Regions from separate parts of the Mus musculus genome. Here region 1 is linked to region 2. Evidence: chromatin contacts called from public Hi-C data. All regions are on one chromosome and are shown on one strand. The core of a region is the stretch at or near the end of the contact, and the rest is flanking DNA. Distances in the headings are between cores, read along the strand shown. Region 1 overlaps Fgd6 (FYVE, RhoGEF and PH domain containing 6). Region 2 has its middle 18 kb from the start of Mir331.

Region 1 (2,958 bases), core at 56-2,555, 150 kb before region 2:
AAAACACTGGGGAATCATGGAGAGAAAAAATAAGTGCCAGAAATTCAGGAGACCTGCTCTGAGACAGCATCTTCTAGACATGACTGGAATCACACGAAATCACAACTTATTGCCTAAACAGCTGATGTGCGAACATGAAAGGGGGAACAGTCACAAGGCCCCACACTTAGATGAAGAACTAGAAGCTGCCAGAAGGGAAAGAATCCTTTTTTTCCTAGGGAATGACCCTGATAGTTATTTAATCCCAAGTGGTCAGCCCCAAGAATTATCTACATAGGAGCAATACTAAGTAGACTCAGTAAATTGTGTGTCTGTGGGTGTGATTAAAGAGTGAATTGGGAAGTGTGGGCAAAGCAGGAGTTGAAAGTGGGAAAAGGAGTTGGAGGGTGAGGCAGAAATTATGTAAGTGTAGTACTTATGCATGATATTCTCAAAAATATTCAATTAAAAATTTTAAGAAGTTCTAAGAAGGTCTTAGCTAACTCCATTCTGGATTTAAGAGGCCCTCATCTCTGTCAGAAGTCGTTTCCCAACCTGGAGCCTCTAGCTGAATCTTGCAGAGGGAGGCACTTGGCAATCAGGATTCTAGATCTTGGCCACTGCCCTTGATTGACTCTGCTTCCTTGACCTGACCTCGGTTTCCTCCCTTGTGAAATAGGTGCAACTGTTACACAACTACTATAGTACTAGCAAGAATGTTTAATTGGCTGTTGCACAAACTTACTGCAACACATTTGGTACAGTCAACACAACACTCCGACTCTAGGTGTCAATGTTCCTCTCCCTTCAGCCAAGCTCCCAATGAGCTCACCATTTATACTTAAAAATCCAGCCACCTGGTCCCATACCCACCTCAGCAGCACCTGATAGGCAAAGATGTTTCTGACCACATAAGCTTACAGGCGACATATCCATCTGGGGTCTCCCTGGGGTGGCACCCGTAATGAATGAGTGAGTGAGGGAATCCTGCCCAGCCTTACATACCAGCATTCCTGAAGGTGACTTACCCAGAATCAGCCCCTCTGAGAAACCAAGTAGCACCCTCCAATACTACCCCAAAAGCGAGAACCAACCCAAGGCATGGGCCCCCAGTCTGCATCTCATGAACCCACAGAACACGATGGTGTAGCAGATGCCCTTTGGGTTCCCCAATCTCCCAGGCCAACATGGGGTCCAGTGGGGGCTCAGCATCTCCATGTGCCACCCTGGACAGATGTTCTTCCTGGACAGGATAGGTGTGCTACCACAGCAGGGCATGGTGCCCCATGGCCTGAACTAGAGAGTCATGTCCCCACTACAAGACCTCATGACTCAGCAGAATTTTATGCTGATGAAGCAGTGTGGTGTGTGAAGTCTGGATCTACACATAGCCTTCCCACACGCTCTCCCCACAGGGCTCCCTTATAGGCCTCCCACCCTCTGTGGCAGTGCAGTGTGTTTCTGGACAGCCAGAACTCCCAAACCAGGGCAGCATGGCCCATCAACCCTTTTCGCAGGCCCCTCAGGGGGTCTGGAGCTGGGGATATTGAGAATATGTTAACTTTTAAAATATTTTTTCCCCTCAAAAAAACCCCCACATATTTTCATCTTCTGTTCTTTCTAAGACTACTGCCATGTTTTAATATAGGTCACCAGCACCACACCCAGCACTGCAGAGAGGAGGAGGAAAGGGTGGGGGAGGAGATAAGCGTTGGCAGAGGCTCCATTGTCCTGAGGGTGGGCCTCAAGATCTAAGTTAAACAATACTGGAGTCCCCCCAGTTCAAGACTCCAAAACAAAGGACCATTCCTTCTCCTAAGAGTCTGATTACAAATCCTCAAACAGAATCCTGAGCACACTCACTAGGCTCTTTCTTGGAAAGGGCTAGCATTTCCTCTGTTGATCCCTCCAACATATTCCCCTAAAAGACAAATTAATTAAGAGTAGCTCTTACTTCTCCGGGGCAAATTAAAAAAATAAAAATGAAGATACGGAAATGAACAAAACAAACCCCAAATTAAAAAATCCTCACATGTACTCTAAAAGAACGGGAGGTTTCCTACCCTAAAGGACACTCAAGTTTCTTTACAGAGAGGGATGTTACGTTCCCAGTCTTCTGAATGCAGACAAGGTTTCACGTCCCAGCTACACTCCAATCTCCTCTCAATGTTTCTTTATGTTTTCAGACAGTCTTGCGGAGACCAGGATGGCCTCAGGAAATGGCAATCCTACTCCCTCAACCTCTGGATGACTGCAATTACAGATGTGCCAGTACGGCCTCAAAACTGTTAAGTAGCCAAGGATAGCCTTGACCCTCTGCTCTTCTTGCCTCTACCTCCCCAGCACTGGAATAACAGGCCTGTAGCACCATACCCAGTTTATTAGACACTCAGGACTAAGCCCAGGTATTCCTGAATGCTAGGCAGGAAAGTCTACCACAGAGCTACATTCTCAGCCTCCTCACGTTCTTAACAAATACTAAAACCTTTTTCTGGAAGTAGAGCCTGGGTTCATTTTTATTGTCCCATTAGTCATATTAATCTAAAGGAACACCTTATCTATACGTAGCGACTACAGAACTAACTTGTGTAACTAGTAAAATATCCAACAAGAATTTAGTTTGCAAAAACTCCAGTTTTAGCAAACCACACAGGCATCTCCAGAGAACAAGCTGACAGCAGCCACATTCCATCCCTTGCAGCTTGCCTCAATCAGCCCTGGCATTTTGCTGGGAGAAAACACAGCTACTTAACTCTTGGAAGTCGTTAAGACTGTCTACGATCGATCGAGGAATGCTATAGAACGCACTTATGAATCACTCCCCAGATAGTAAATACGTTCAAAGCTCAGCAAGGTGAGCAGTGAAACATGTGTCTGCCAGTGTGGTGATGGGCACAGGTGATGGGCACAGTTCAGATGCAGGAGTTCCTGCAGAATTACGTGAAGACTATGCTGGTGGCTTGGCAGCAGAATGACTTT
Region 2 (3,011 bases), core at 353-2,852:
CTGGAGCGAATATAACAAAAATAACAGTCTCTACCTTCATATGACCAGAGCCAGAACTAAGGCTCTCAGGCGGTTAAAGCAGTGTTGACAAGCTCTGTAACTACTTACAGAACCAAGCTACTGCCACAATTACAGACACTTTTTCTGGACATAAGGGACACCACCCCACAGACTTACTTTCTCTCTCTTTTTTTTTTTGTAAAGCATCTTATTTATAATTTTTATTATGTATTATGAGGTAAGTTATTTTTATTATTAATTATGTTATTATTTACATCTCAAATGGTGCCCTCCTCCCAGCCCCTCCTCGAAGAGTTCTTCTCCCCTTCCCTCCTCCCCTTCACCTCTGAGAGGGAGTCCCCATGCCGGCATCCCCCATCACTAGGGCATCAAGTCTCTACAAGATTAGGCACATCCTCTCCCACTGAAGCCAGACAAGGCAGCCCCTCTGCTACATATGTGCCAGGGACCTCAGGCCAGCCCATTTGCTCTTTAGTTGGTGGCTTAGTCTCTAGGTGCTCTGAGGGGTCCAGGTTAGTTGACACTGTTGGTCTTCCTATGGGGTTGCCATTCCCTTCAGCTCCTTCAATCCTTCCCCTAACTCTTCCATAGGGTCCCTGACCTCAGTCCAATGCTTAGCTGTGAGTATCTGCATCTGTCGCAGTCAGATGCTGGTAGAGCCTCTCAGAGGACAGCCATGCTAGGCTCCTGTCTGCAAGCACAACACAGCATGTAATAGTGTCAGGGTTTGGTGCTCACCCATGGGATGGATCCCAAGTTGGGCCAGTCACTGCTCGGCCATTCATTCAGTCTGTGCTCCAGTTTGTCCCTGCATTTCTTTCAGACAGGAACAGTTTGGGGTGGAAATATTTGAAGGTGGATTGGTATCCCTATCCCTCCACTGGGGGCCCTATCTAACTCTTGGAGGTGGTCTCTTCAGGTTCCACATCCCCACTGTTGGGCATTTTGGCTAAGGTCATCCACATTGAGTCCTGGGAGCCTCCCCCATCCCAGGCCTCTGGGACATGCCTGCCCGCCAGCTATTTGATATTGTTGCTGTAACATGCCTGCCAGTCATTGACACAGAAAAATAATTTGACTCAGAGCAGGATCATGCTGACCACATACCCTGTTATGTTCTGTATGTTATAGGGCTTGTTAGTCTTTAATAATTCCACAACTATAAGCCTCTCATAGGGCCCATCAAATTAAAGGTCAATATGAACTGTTATGTCTAAAACGGCTTGAGTCAGGGCTAACCACTACGCGGTACTACCAGCACCTGTGTATAAGCTCATTGTGGGTTTTGTGGTTTTAGCCTTTTATAAGCTGAGCTTGAGAAATGTCCAGCACACAGCTTTTAGCTCTCGAGCCTGAACTGTTGCTCTGGTCAATCAGCCTTTACATGGGTGTTCAATAAACCATCCCTGTCTGACTGAGATCAGTGTTCGTGTGGCTTGTGGGGCCACTTCCTGGTAGCCCAGTAGTTTCCACAAGTCACACTGAGTCAGAAGTTTCTATTTGCCTCACTTCTGTCTTTCCCGCTTGAAGACAGGGATCAATAGAACAAACAGACCAGTGTAAACCTGTGACCTGGAGGTTTGGCAATAACATTCCCTAGTGACAGTCATGTTCCTCCTGGGAGCCCTGGGGTGACAAATGGTATTGTAGCAGATGCATACGTGCCTGGAGAATAAATCCTCCCTCACCAAGACGGGCAGCTGACGTGGACTGTCAGCTCAGTGTCCACAGTGAGCTCTGCAAACTTCCTGCCTTCATTAAACTATTAGAAAAGTGTAGGTTCATTTACTGTGACGATCTTATCTATCTTCAAAGAAATTGAATCTTAATGGGATAACAGATGATTCCTCCCACACACACACACACACACACACATTTTCCACTGAAAGTTACAACATAAATCCATTCGGCCTCATTCTAAGAGCCGACATGAAGCTGTGCCTATCCAGCTGACCCTCCAAACACCATCTGCCTGCAGTCTTCCCTTTTTAGGGGCCTGGAGTTTTCTGGCTCAAGGACAAGACACGTTTATTTCCAATGGATCAACACTGTCACCCAGTGGACAGAGAGACAGTTCAGCAGGCTGAAGTGTAAACCTTCTCTCGGCTTGACAGCCAGGGTTTAAATAGGAACCTGGTTGTTTCAGAGGGTCAGGAGTGGGTGAGTTGTCCACTTTCCCCCTGTCAGGAACTAAACTAACTTCATTCAGCTGAGAAGCCTTGGATCTAGATGTCAGGTGAGTACAACTTAACCAGGATGTGTGTTTCCTCTCAACCATCTCCTCTGCCAAGATTCCCAGGGTCTAATAGGCTGACAGGAGCTGGGTGATCATTAGTGAATCACTCCTCAAGTAAAATAGCCTAGTGAAGTAAACTGTGAACTTTGAAAGCAGCCGGAGTTCAAACCTGGGTTCCACTACTTGCCTGTGTGGCCTCAGGCAAATTACTCTGCTTCTCTTACTTACAAAAAGGGGATTGACTGATTAATACACATTTTCATAGTTTTACCTAAGGGAATACTATATATTACTTTACTTGTGTAATGTAAGAAATGAAACAAATATCCTATTTTGTTTGTTTGTTTCTTTTAAGGGATACGGAACTCATAAAATGACTAGAAATGTCCAGCAAGGAAACCGCGCTTGCTTCAGCTCCTGACCCATCGTGGGCATCTATTAGTCCCACAGTTTGGCCTATCTGTCACTGTATGTTAGCTTTGCCCTCTCTAGAAACTTGGATGAGGCTATTTTACTTACGGAGTGGTTCTACTTGGTTGGAAATGGCTATTTCCTCGCTAGCTTATGTGCATGCACTTCTTAAAAGTGAGACCTGACCTGCGTCACTCCAGTAATGTCCGTGCCGACTCCTAAGGTGGGCTGTGCAGTCTTGAGTTTTGCTCTGTATGAGTAGGCAAAGGGAAGGAGAAGCCCAGGCAGATGCAAATCGTTCTGGTGTGTGAAGGGGGGGGGGGGGGAGCGACCAGGAAATCCT

What was found. A called contact is a pair of places that touch in the nucleus more often than the background predicts.
Region 1: a Hi-C map of liver shows a contact between it and region 2, with 4 times the contacts expected there. The contact joins two enhancer-like sites. A contact is called at or near these places in 3 of 484 Hi-C or Micro-C datasets (the AML12 cell line, LSK cells and liver) and 1 of 115 datasets of contacts at active chromatin or transcription factors (embryonic stem cells).

What each region holds. Positions count from the first base shown.
Region 1 is chr10:94,096,013-94,098,970 of GRCm38.p6, reverse strand. All of the region lies in intron 5 of Fgd6 (FYVE, RhoGEF and PH domain containing 6), which reads right to left. It also overlaps the pseudogene Gm18391. Among named protein-coding and RNA genes, the nearest start is that of Nr2c1, 50 kb to the left of the region's middle. Within about 2 kb of position 1,305, at least 44 of the 459 cell types and tissues checked have an H3K27ac peak or open chromatin away from gene starts, as enhancers often do. A contact at or near this core is called in liver, where this site is marked.
Region 2 is chr10:93,944,627-93,947,637 of GRCm38.p6, reverse strand. No RefSeq gene overlaps it. Among named protein-coding and RNA genes, the nearest start is that of Mir331, 18 kb to the left of the region's middle. Within about 2 kb of position 1,602, at least 51 of the 459 cell types and tissues checked have an H3K27ac peak or open chromatin away from gene starts, as enhancers often do. A contact at or near this core is called in liver, where this site is marked.